Regions from separate parts of the Danio rerio genome. Here region 2 is linked to region 1. The links are chromatin contacts, called in public HiCAR-type maps. All regions are on one chromosome and are shown on one strand. The core of a region is the stretch at or near the end of the contact, and the rest is flanking DNA. Distances in the headings are between cores, read along the strand shown.

The links. HiCAR-type assays count read pairs that join an accessible place to other places.
Region 2: a contact with region 1 is called in a HiCAR-type map of caudal fin, with 10 times the contacts expected there. The contact joins the promoter of znf644b here to the promoter of brdt in region 1. A contact is called at or near these places in 9 of 18 Hi-C or Micro-C datasets (caudal fin, embryo, fibroblasts and 3 more) and 3 of 4 datasets of contacts at active chromatin or transcription factors (caudal fin, embryo and gastrula embryo).

The regions. Positions count from the first base shown.
Region 1 is chr6:26,854,442-26,860,198 of GRCz12tu, forward strand. brdt (bromodomain, testis-specific) reads right to left here and starts at 2,544. Exons shown (of 20, transcript NM_001305664.1): 1 at 1,778-2,544.
Region 2 is chr6:27,124,370-27,130,126 of GRCz12tu, forward strand. znf644b (zinc finger protein 644b) reads left to right here and starts at 2,245. Exons shown (of 7, transcript XM_073954091.1): 1 at 2,245-2,473.

The DNA.
Region 1 (5,757 bases), core at 1,294-3,793:
ACCATTCTGCACTGCTGTTTATTATCAAAGGCAAAGCAGAAAAATACAGCAGAGCACAAGCCTGTTTAAATCACAAGTCGTTTTGTGATAAGCATATACGTAGGAGCTCATATCAAATACAAATTCTTTTTAGTAATGCACAAGTGCCAAATCAGTCAATCTCATACAGTAGTCTAGTATGCAGGACTACTGCAGGTTTTGTGGTATGCACTGCCCTCTATTGCCTAATAAAAGCACACTGCTATAATGCTTTTTAGCTTCACTCTTGAAATAAAATAAAAAAACCTTTTAGAGTTTAATCCGAATCATTTACTGAATATAGAAAATTATAATAAAAGATAACCAAATGTATAAATTACTTGTCAACTAAAATCCCATAAATTCAAGTCTAAACATGATGGCAATTATGTAAAAATTATACAGTACAGATGACTTATCTATTGCAATATAAAATTAACTTGTGCTTTCAAATTAAATTGTCAACTTGACATTTTCAAAATAAATTAAAAATTCTAGATATTACTTTTGAAACTAGTGTCTAATCCACTTGTCAATTAAACACAATAAATATAATCCACAAATAAAATTCACTACTTTTCAAATACTTGGGATTTCAGTTTCATTTATACGTTAACTTACCTTTGACAATGCTTTAACACAATACATCTAACTGATAAGGGACATTCTTTAATGTACTCGTGAGCAAGCTTTATTTAGCTTACCAACAGAGGTTATACTTTTCTTACTTACCCCAAACTAAAAGGTCATCATCTTGTTCAGTAAAATATACTTTTGCTCATAATCAAAAACATTTACAAAAGTTAAATTGATCATTAAGTGCACTTTATTTATATAAAAGTTTTAGAAACAAACAAAAACATTGTACAAGAAGGCTAAAGACTTACAAATTTAATACAAGAAAAACTATGAAAAATAAAACGTAAAGATGCATTTTTTTATTTTATTTTTGAATGCTATAACGTAAAACATTTCGTTCCACACTGGTCTGATTATGAATGGGGAGGGAATGTTTTTAGGAGGACAGGGGAGAAAGCAAGGTTGTAAATTTTCTTTGACAATGTTCATTTGGAGAAAAAAAAAACAATAGAAGTTCATGTTTGTTTTTAACCTTTTGCATTTGGTCTAGACAAATGTATTGACGCAGTGACTATTTATATTTGTTTTGTTGTAGTCAAACGCATGCCAATTGGACAAATGGAATACTGCACAAAGGAGAATGACATTCGTCTAACTTTGAACAAATCAGGCAGAGAGAAATTCTGTTTATCAACAAAACGGCTAACGCATATGATAATATACAATCAGAGACGGCTCCATACACTCATTTGAGATAGATAACGTTATGCCATATGGTGCGTTTACACGCAACATTTAGCTTGTTCCTTTACTCAATCCTGGACAACGCGTGTTACATAATTTCGACGACCTCATTGGATGACGCAACACCAACTTCCGTTTCGACAAAAAAAACCCCCACAAAAGTGTCGCCTCTGCATAAACCGTCATCTTTACGGACACTTTGCAACGTATACATCCATATAACACATTTCAAGTAATTAGAGATCAGTTTACACGAATTCACCGATAATTGTGTTAGCAAGCCTTGAGCCACAAAATGGCGCCCGGCTAACGCTAGCATAGCTAGCCACACATTACCCCGCCCCGTCAGATGCTGACATTGAGCTCAGCTAACAGTCCCTCCCATAGCCATTCCGCCAGCTAAATGAAGCTAGCTCAACTTGGACCCAAAATTTACCTTTCCGTCTCGAGCACAACAAAGAAAGTTTAAACGGCCGAACTGAGACAGACGCTGCAGTGCAGAAGGAGCTCAGCTGGAAAACTTCACCAACCGAAGGATCTTGTTGATGTTTTGAGCCCGAAAAAAACCTCTCTGAAAAACGATTTAAAGATTTTAAGCTAAGCCTTCTTAGCCAGCAGACCAAATTAACACCATAAACATGTATACGTTTGAAATAACTCTTGTTTCTGTGAAAGGTTAGTCATCAATGGCGGACGTCTCTCACGGCAACCGCCTGGTATTTATACCCTCCTGCTGAAAGCGCCCAGTCCCATTGGACAAGACCCCTCACGTGCTCCCTTCTTCCCCTCGCGCCTTTAAAACCGAGAAAACATTGTTTTAAAACGCACCCCTTAGTAACATTCCCGTTTTATACCTGACTTCGACCCGAAACGGTGTTTTACAATTGATCACGTTTATTTGTACGACGGCGGTCGAACTCCACAGACGTACGTCAGCGTATTTTTTTTTAAAAGTGCGACATAACTGGTCTCCGGACATCACATGACCCTTCTAGAACATTCTGTCGATCGCCACAGCTCAATTCTTCTCTTTAGTGTCTGCTAAATGGTTACATTTTGTCTCTTTTCCGTGGCTTTGGTTGACAGCTTCTGACGAGAGTTGAACATCGGTCATCTCTGCAGCTTGAAAATTCTCACTAAGACAACTATGAAATGATAAAGCACTGAGCAGGGCTGAGGGGAGGTGAAAATGAACTAATGCGCACGCGCACTTTCTCGACAGTGATTGGCCACATGGTTGACGTTTTTCTGACGCCGTCCTCATCTTTTGTGTTCTGAATCTCTGTACAGACGTTTTAAAATACTTGATAACATTTGCGTTAGCCATTATACATTATCTAAATTCATGCAGACTGATGGAAATTGCTCATTCTGTGTAGATCATCCAGAGTCTTTGGTTCATCTTTTTGTGAATGTCAACATTTGATTTAAAGAAGTTTTGGGATGACTTATCGTTGTCCAAAAATAAATCAGGTTTTAGCTGTAATTTGCCCACAAAGATGTATTTTATTTTGACTTAAACAATTTATCTGTGGAATTTATAATCAATCTTTTGATATTACTTACAAAATTCATATTTATAAATTTCAATTGAATAATCCTAAACCTTGTTTAAAGGTTTTCAACATATAGACTCCCTCCAGTATATTAATAGCAAATACATAAATAAATAAAAAATGTCCAGATACAGGTCGAGTTGCAAAGGAGTTGAGTTAATTGAATAGTAAACTTTCTTTCAATTTTTGTAGGTTAATTCCTTGGTCATTGTAAAAGTTTCTATACCGAAGTTGTGTTTTTATTTATTTTGATTGTGTAATTATTTTTAGTTAATTTTATGTTATTTGCGTTTGTATTATTTGGATGTCTGGTTTAAATTGTAAATTTGCTGTTGTTAAAAAAAAAAAAAAAAAACAATTAAAGAAAAAATATCTGTACAGACATACAGATCATCACACAAGATTTTCAAATCCACGTTGAAACTATATAGATTAATAATACTGTTTAGCAATATGTATTCAAAACTTGTTGTCTAAAGGTATTGTTTTAGGCATCTGTAACAGTAATAAATACAGTGCTTGCTTTAGTTAATATTTAAGTTATATTATTTGCAAATGCTACATTCATAAATGTGAGTAAACCTAAAATAACAAAAAATCGATTGTCTTAAAACATTAACATATTCTTCAAAGTTTCTGTTTTAAGAACCTCACAAAGGTATGGAACCTCTTGAGGGGAAGTCAATTAAATTATTATATTTTTGGTTGAACCATTTCCTATTTGCACTTTCTAGTAGTTTTATGAGCAGAAAAAAAAATGGACTGTATAGTACTTCATATTTTAACACCTCAGAGATTGAACCTGAGATTTGAGATTTTTTTTGTGCATCATACAAAAAAAAAAAAAAAAACTTTTAGCCACTCATTAGCAATCAAAAGTGAATGGAGACTAATTATTTTAATTAACTTTGAACTAGGGAGATAAATTGAAATCAGAATCTTAATTGAGTGCTGTAAATGTATGTTACCAGCATTATTGTGTTTACATATAACATATTCGAAGAATTATGTACAAAAAGCAAGCAAATTATATAATCTAAACATTAATAAAGGCATCACTAAACACAAATCTAGTATACTCAATCCATTTATTTGCTTTAAGTAACTTGTTTTAAAGCAAACTTTCCACAAGAGGGCAGCAAATGACCAATGTTGGATTAAATAAAAACTTTCATAATATCGATTTCTACCTTTCAGTGCTGCCATACACAACTTACAAAAATGCATGTAAGTAACTACATACAATTGCCCATTTCACCAAATAACGGTGGAGCACTGTCCTCTGCTAAACTTTGCTTTTATAAATATTTATAGAGAGAGAGAGCAGCATGACAACGTGTCATACATGTTGACATATCTTCATTTTTGTGTTCGAGACAGCTTTAAGGGAATCTCTAAGTAGCCATACATAAACATGCCTTGTATTTGCTCATATTTCAGATGAAAGGCTTCATCATGCCATGTGGCTCCAAGGTCAAGAGTTCAGAACCCCACATTCCACACGGGTCACTTCTCATAAATGAGAAAGTGTTATACAAGAAAACACTGTCACAGCTACAGATCGAGAGAGATCAGACCATGACAAGTTGAGAGAAGGGGTATGTGGGTTAAAGTTTTAAAAATGAAATAAAAAAATACTAATAATTTAGGTTAATTAATTAATTAAAGTAGATAAATGAACAATATACAACATTATAAAAATGATTAAATTAAATAAATACATTTGAAATTAAATACATACATAAAACAAAAATTAGAAGTCAAGTCAAGTCACCTTTATCACCGCTTTTCACAATGCTAATTCAAGCACAATCAAATATCAGTAACAGTTGTAAAGTTTTATCGCTTTTAAACAAGTTTAACAATGGCAGAAAGTCAGAAACAGTTTTTTAAATCAAGCAAGTTCAATGTTGATGTGGTTCAGATACATATATCAGTGTTTAAATGATGATATTCTACTGTAAGGAATTAAAAAACGTGATAAAACTTTCACCTTCAGCCTGATTATGTCCTGTTTATTTATTTTATTAATTTTATTGTCGATGCTGTTGTTTTTATTTTTCTTGGCAAATAAATAAATTAATATCATAGATATTTACTATTATTTACAGGAGGCACCTACTATACATCATTCAGCATAACATCACTATACATCATTGTAGCCATAAATAAATATTTTAACAAGAAGCACTTGATGATACATTGAAAGACCTCTGTAATTTGCTAGCAAGTAAGTTTTAAGCATTAACAATAAAATCAATTTCTTCCCTTTCATGTATTTTGTTAAATTAATTGATAATGATGCAGCATAATTACATTTATAAACAACAAAATCATTAGTCCAAGGCACTCGAAAAGTAAGTAAAAAAGTGTTTATTAATATTATTTTTTTATAAACAACAGCACTATTGTGCACCACACCAACATGTTTTGGCAAAACTTGTCTTTATCAGGATAACCTATAATTATTACGTTTAATGTATTAAATATTTAAATTTATATTTTATTTCCACAAACATCATTTGAAAAAGTAAACACTTGAAATAATTTCTGTGAATAAACAATGATTTTTTAATTGTTATTAAATGCAGTACAAATTCCCAAACAGGACATCCTGTCTTTTAGTCATGTCTATGCAACAATGTTACATATGCAAAAGACTTGTTTAGGATTTCCATTTTTCAATGCAGTACAATGAGTGCATTATAACGGATCATGCATTGGAATTCCCTGATATTCCATAGTTGATTTTCTTCCCAATTATATTCGATGTACCATTCATTTAATAAAAAAGAAAAAAAAAGACTGACAAAGAGAAAGAATGCAAACAAAACAAATGAAATCAAAGAATTAGGGCAGG
Region 2 (5,757 bases), core at 995-3,494, 270 kb after region 1:
TCCCATCAAAATGTGTTTATGTTATTATACACACACACACACACACACACACACATATATATATATATATATATATATATATATATATATATATATGTGTATATATATATGTGTATATAAATATATATATATACATATATTCAATTCAATTCAGCTTTATTTGTATAGCGCTTTTACAATGTAGATTGTGTCAAAGCAGCTTCACATAAATGGTCATAGTAACTGGAACAGTGTAGTTCAGTTTTAGTGTTTAAGTTCAGTTCAGGTTAGCTCAGTTCAGTGTGATTTAATCATTACTGAGAGTTCAAACACTGAAGAGCAAATTCATCGATGCGTAGCTCTACCAATCCTGAACCATGCGAGGCAGTGGCGACAGCAGAGAGGGAAAAAAAACTTCACCTGATGGGAGTGAAGAAAAAAAACCTTGAGAGAACCAGACTCAGTTGGGCACGACCATTTTAATTTCTCCGCTGGCCAAAAGTCTTGTGCAGAGCTTCAGTCGCCGTGGTGGAGGCTGGAAGATGGCCTCAGTGAAGACTCGTCTGTCCCTGGAGCGTCGCTGGAATCAGACTCATGTTCTCCACTCCCCACGACCATCAGCGCAGCAGCAGCTCAGGATATGGCCTGGACCCGGATATGGAATCCTTGGGATCATCTCGTCGCTGGTCTTGGATCCAATCAGTGACCCCGCATAATCTGAGGAACTCGGGATGAGTATCCCCAGGTGAAAATAGAGAATAAAGAGAATAATTAGCGTAGCTGCTGTTCATAGTGTATATAAACAAGATGCAGAAGCCTGTGTGGAACCCGCTAGGTGATGCATTGAGTGTATGCTTTACTAAACAGATAGGTCTTTAATCTAGTTTTGAACTGGGAGAGTGTGTCTGAGCCTCGAACGTTATCAGGAAGGCTATTCCAGAGTGTAGGAGCCATGAAAGAGAAGGCTCGACCTCCTTTACTTGATTTTGATATTATAGGTACTACCAGAAGCCCTGAATTTTGAGATCTTAAAGAGCGAGTTGGATTGTAGCGAGACAGAAGGTTTGGTTAGATAAACAGGAGCTAGATTATTTAGAGTTTTATAGGTGAGAAGTAATATTTTAAATTCAATACGAAACTTAACAGGCAGCCAGTGTAAGGAGGATAAAATTGGGGTTATATGATCATATTTTCTAGACCTGGTCAGAACTCTGGCTGCTGCATTTATATATATATATATATATATATATATATATATATATATATATATATATATATATATATATATATATATATATATATATATATATGTATATAATCACATTTTAACACATTTCCAAACATAATAGTTTTATTAACTCATTTCTAATAACTGATTTATTGAGTTATTATATACTGATGGTTTGTTCTGTAGACTGTAGAAAAACAAAAAACTTAAAGGAGCTAATAATTTGGACCTTAAAATGGTGTTTAAAAAATTAAAAATGGCTTTTATGCTAGCCGAAATAAAACAAATAAGACTTTCTCCAGAAGAAAAAATATTATCAGACATACTGTGAAAATTTCTTTGCTCTGTTAAACATAATTTGGGAAATACTTAAAAAAGAAAAAAAAAATGTCTTAAAAAATGTCTTCTTTTAAAACCTTTACAGGTGTGAGACTACATAAGAGTGAGAAAATCACTTTATTTAACTTAAATAAGTAAATATACAAACAAACTGACTACACAAACATATAAAGAAACATATAAAAAAATAAAAATAATTAAATAAAAACATTCCTGTAATGGTAACCCATTCTATACAACAGCCACAATTGTTTTTACAGTTTACCAAACCTCATTACCTATTTATCAATCAGTTTAAACAATTGCCAACAAGAAATGCTCACGACAGTCTGTCAAAATGAAAGGAAATTTCTGTCAATAAATATTACTGACCAAACCATCCCTAGGTGTGCAAGTCCACCTTTCCACCATCTTTCCTGTCTTTTTTCAACACAAGCAGCAACTTCACCTAAGAAGAATTCACTCTGTGTCTGTGGAATATTCCATATCGCGAGAGGGGGGCTACAGTACCTACCACAACCACAACTCTCAATAAAGACCAAATGCACAATTCCTCGGTGAAAAACTACACTACCTTAAATTTCCACTTTCACTTTGAAAGGAAGTAAACATTTTGTCGGGTCTTAGTGTGTGGTGTCATTTGTGAAAGCAGAAACCAAACATCCCTCTCGGAGTTTTAGTTCAACCTGCAGAATTTTAGGCAAAATGGCGACATTGTAACGGATGGAGGACGAAAAAAAAAGGACCGTAATCAAGTACCATGACAAACTTGCCCCGTGTTATAGTGTCATTCTCTGGGAAGGTAGGTTTAAAGCTTACGAACGTCTTCCCTTGCCGGATGTGTGTTTAACCGTGTTGAGAGATGAGAGCGCGATGGGTACAGTGAGTCCTTGCACGGGCACGAGAGCTAATGTACACGGGCATCAGGTATGTCAACACACCGTGCAAGTCACGAATCCTGCAAACTAACATTTCACCCTTCCGTTGTCATATACGCTATAACTCTAAACAGTATTGTATTTGGGGGAAAGTTGGACGCTCTTCTGCATCTGAGGAGCGCACTTGCGAGGTTTTTCGTTTTCACCCTGCAACACACTTTATACACACTTTTACAAGATGGGTGTCAGAATCGATGCAAAGCGACGTCAGTCACCGGATGAGACGAGCCGTTTTCCATGTCAGCTGGGAGTTTTGTGTCGCGGCCTCTAGTCGCGGGTTTGACACTTGAAGAGCGCAGACGCGTTTAGACGCTCGTCTTGAAGGCGCTTGGCGCGACCTTGATTGGATGGAATCTGTGCGCAACGCGTTTGCGCATCGTGGCAAACAAACATCCCGACAGCCTATTGCTTTCTGTTGGAAATCTCAGTCGATCGTTTTGAATGGTGTTTAAAAATAGGCCCTTTTAAATGATTTGTGTTAGCCACAGAACTTTTAATGGCTGTAAAACGCACATTTTATGGCGTGAATGAAATCACTGAGTGACATAATAGCATATCTCTCACAGGCTGTCCACTTACACATGATTTTGATAAATCTTACTTTACATCCATTAGTTTTAGCAGATGCACAAACTCTGTTCTGCTGCATGACAACTTTTTGTGGCAAACTAAGATCCTGCTTCAACCTTTTTTTCTGTCCTAGATCTTTGCCAGCCATGTCAAGAATCAGTGTTTTCTTTTGCTCACTAGTCAAAATGTTGACTTGAAAGAATTTGACTTGTCAGCTGTATCTCACAGGCTGTCAACCAACACTCAAAAGTCACTTTTGAGTGTTTATTTTAAAAATGTAAATACATTGGATAATGTCTGTTTTATTGGACTTTAGCACACTTGTAATTTGGCCTTAAGCATGATGCTTCACGTTAAAAGCAGTATTGCTGATGTTCAGAAGAATATCACAGTTGTCAAGAGATATTAACGTTTCTGATTTACTGATTTTTTTCCTCTTTAGATACCTAGTAATTCATTTTACTTTTGACAAAAATAGGCAATAGCAGATGTCAAACGAAAGGCTTGCTGTTTAGATTATTATCTTGGTGTTTCTGTGGTTATTGTAGAAGTATAACTAAACTTCTGATTGTGTTAATACTTAATTTTATTCAATGTTTTGTGTTTTCATAGGCGCTAAGTACCATTTTTTAATGTTTGGATCAGGTCACTAGTTCTTTAAAACTTTGCTTTCCATTCTTATTTATCTAAAGCATAGCTTCACAAAAAGGCTTTTCATAATGCACTTAAGTGGTTAGTTCACCCACAGATGAAAATTATGTTATTAAATACTCACCCTCATAAGATTTTTTTATATATTTTATATTATTAATATTAAGATATTTGGAATTTTCTTTAAGTCTAGAAAAGTAACAAAAAATATCCTCTGTACAGACCATATGCCTTCAGTGGTTTATCAGAGTATTATCAATCTACAAGAATGTTTTTGCACACATAAAACCAAAATAAACTACTTTATTCATTCAACTTTCTTCTTTTTCTCATTGTCAGTATAGGGCACATGCTTTCATGAGTACAGTGGAGTGACATACAGTACCTCTTCGGATGCCCATGCTCCTTTGTTTGAAGCACACATGCATCCAAGGTAATATGTTAGCAGCATAGTCAAGCACAACACATGAATATGCACCCTATACTGACACTGAGAAGATAAAGCTGTTCAATAAATTTCTTATTTTTGTTTTATGTGTGCACAAAAGTATGATAATATTCTAAATGGCAGTCTGCAGGCATATGGTCTGTTTTTAGAATGTGTGTGATGTTGTAGGGGGTGAGTCTGGAATTTGTAAAAGGGCTTAAATAGTTGCCCTTTAAATTCTAAATCTTTTTTTATTAGCCCAGAAAAATATCTATTATCTGTATATTTAATTATGATCATTACATAAATGAAAATATTTGTTTTAAGTTGCTGATAAAATATAATTAACCCAAAAATATAATTATCGCAACATTTAAGAACAATAATGAATATTTCATACTGTATTTTCACAGTAACGTGCACCCTTACTTTTTATAGGCATGATAAGTCTAATAGGGCCCAGTAAATAGGGTCAGAGGTTTTAGTTACTGTGCGAGAGGTGAAGGATTTTACTGGCTCTTTTAAATTAACATATTTAATTAAATTTCATGTTTCATGCTCTCAGAATACTAGTGAGCTGTGTAATACACTGTAAAAAATCTGTTAATTAACAGTTCCCTTATTTTGTGATTCACAAGTGTTTTCCATTTATGTACGGTTGTGAATTGCATTATAATTTCTGCTCTGTCGACATATGATGTTGAAAATTCAATAATTTGTCTAACTGTTTGTCAACAGATTGACAAAGTGACTTATTGATACTTAAGTAGTTTGAAATAATATAATGTATAATAAATAATATATAGAGAAATAAGTCTGTAAAATTATGAAAATGTACCAACAGTTTATTACAAGGTTTTTGTAACGTAATATAGAACACCAACCCAGACAATATATCACATTAAACTATTAAAAAATTATAATAAAAGTAACTTTTTTCACACTTTCAAGGTTAAAAGTTATTGAAATAAAATGTAAGTTCTCATAATAGAATTCAAAAGCATAAATAAATGGGGAAAATAACAAATTGACATGAATCACATGAATCACAAAATTTAGAAAATTGCTTACTTGCAGATATTTTTACAGTGTAATGAACATTTCAAAAAGTCAGTAAACTTAGTTAATTCAGTCGGATGTGGAACTGAATATTATATAATCTACTGTTTCATCAGAAATTTAAAAGAAAACAAAAGAAATATATATTACGGAACATAACTGAGGAAGGTCATGAAGACTCATACACACGTAACCTGCAAACTAAACTAAACTGCACAATCGGACCCTGGAAAGATAGATTACATGGCGTGACTAAGTAAACGAATTTCTCTGGGCAGTTTCCCACAAATTGATTATGTGTCATTCAGCAAGGTCAAATATTTGCTCTGAGACGCATTTCTGGAATGTGCAGAATGATAAAAATTGGTCCCATCTTCCCTGTTTTTGCTGGGCTCCCAGTTCGCAGTGTTCTAAATGAAGACACAGGGGACTGTTTTAATGGAAGTACACTGGCCTGAATTAGCAAGCCAGCACTACTGCAGCTGGGCCGGAGAGATATTTCAGTAAGCTGTTGATCTAGCCAGAACATTGAGACCCGCATAAATCTATTAGAGGAAGAGGCCAAC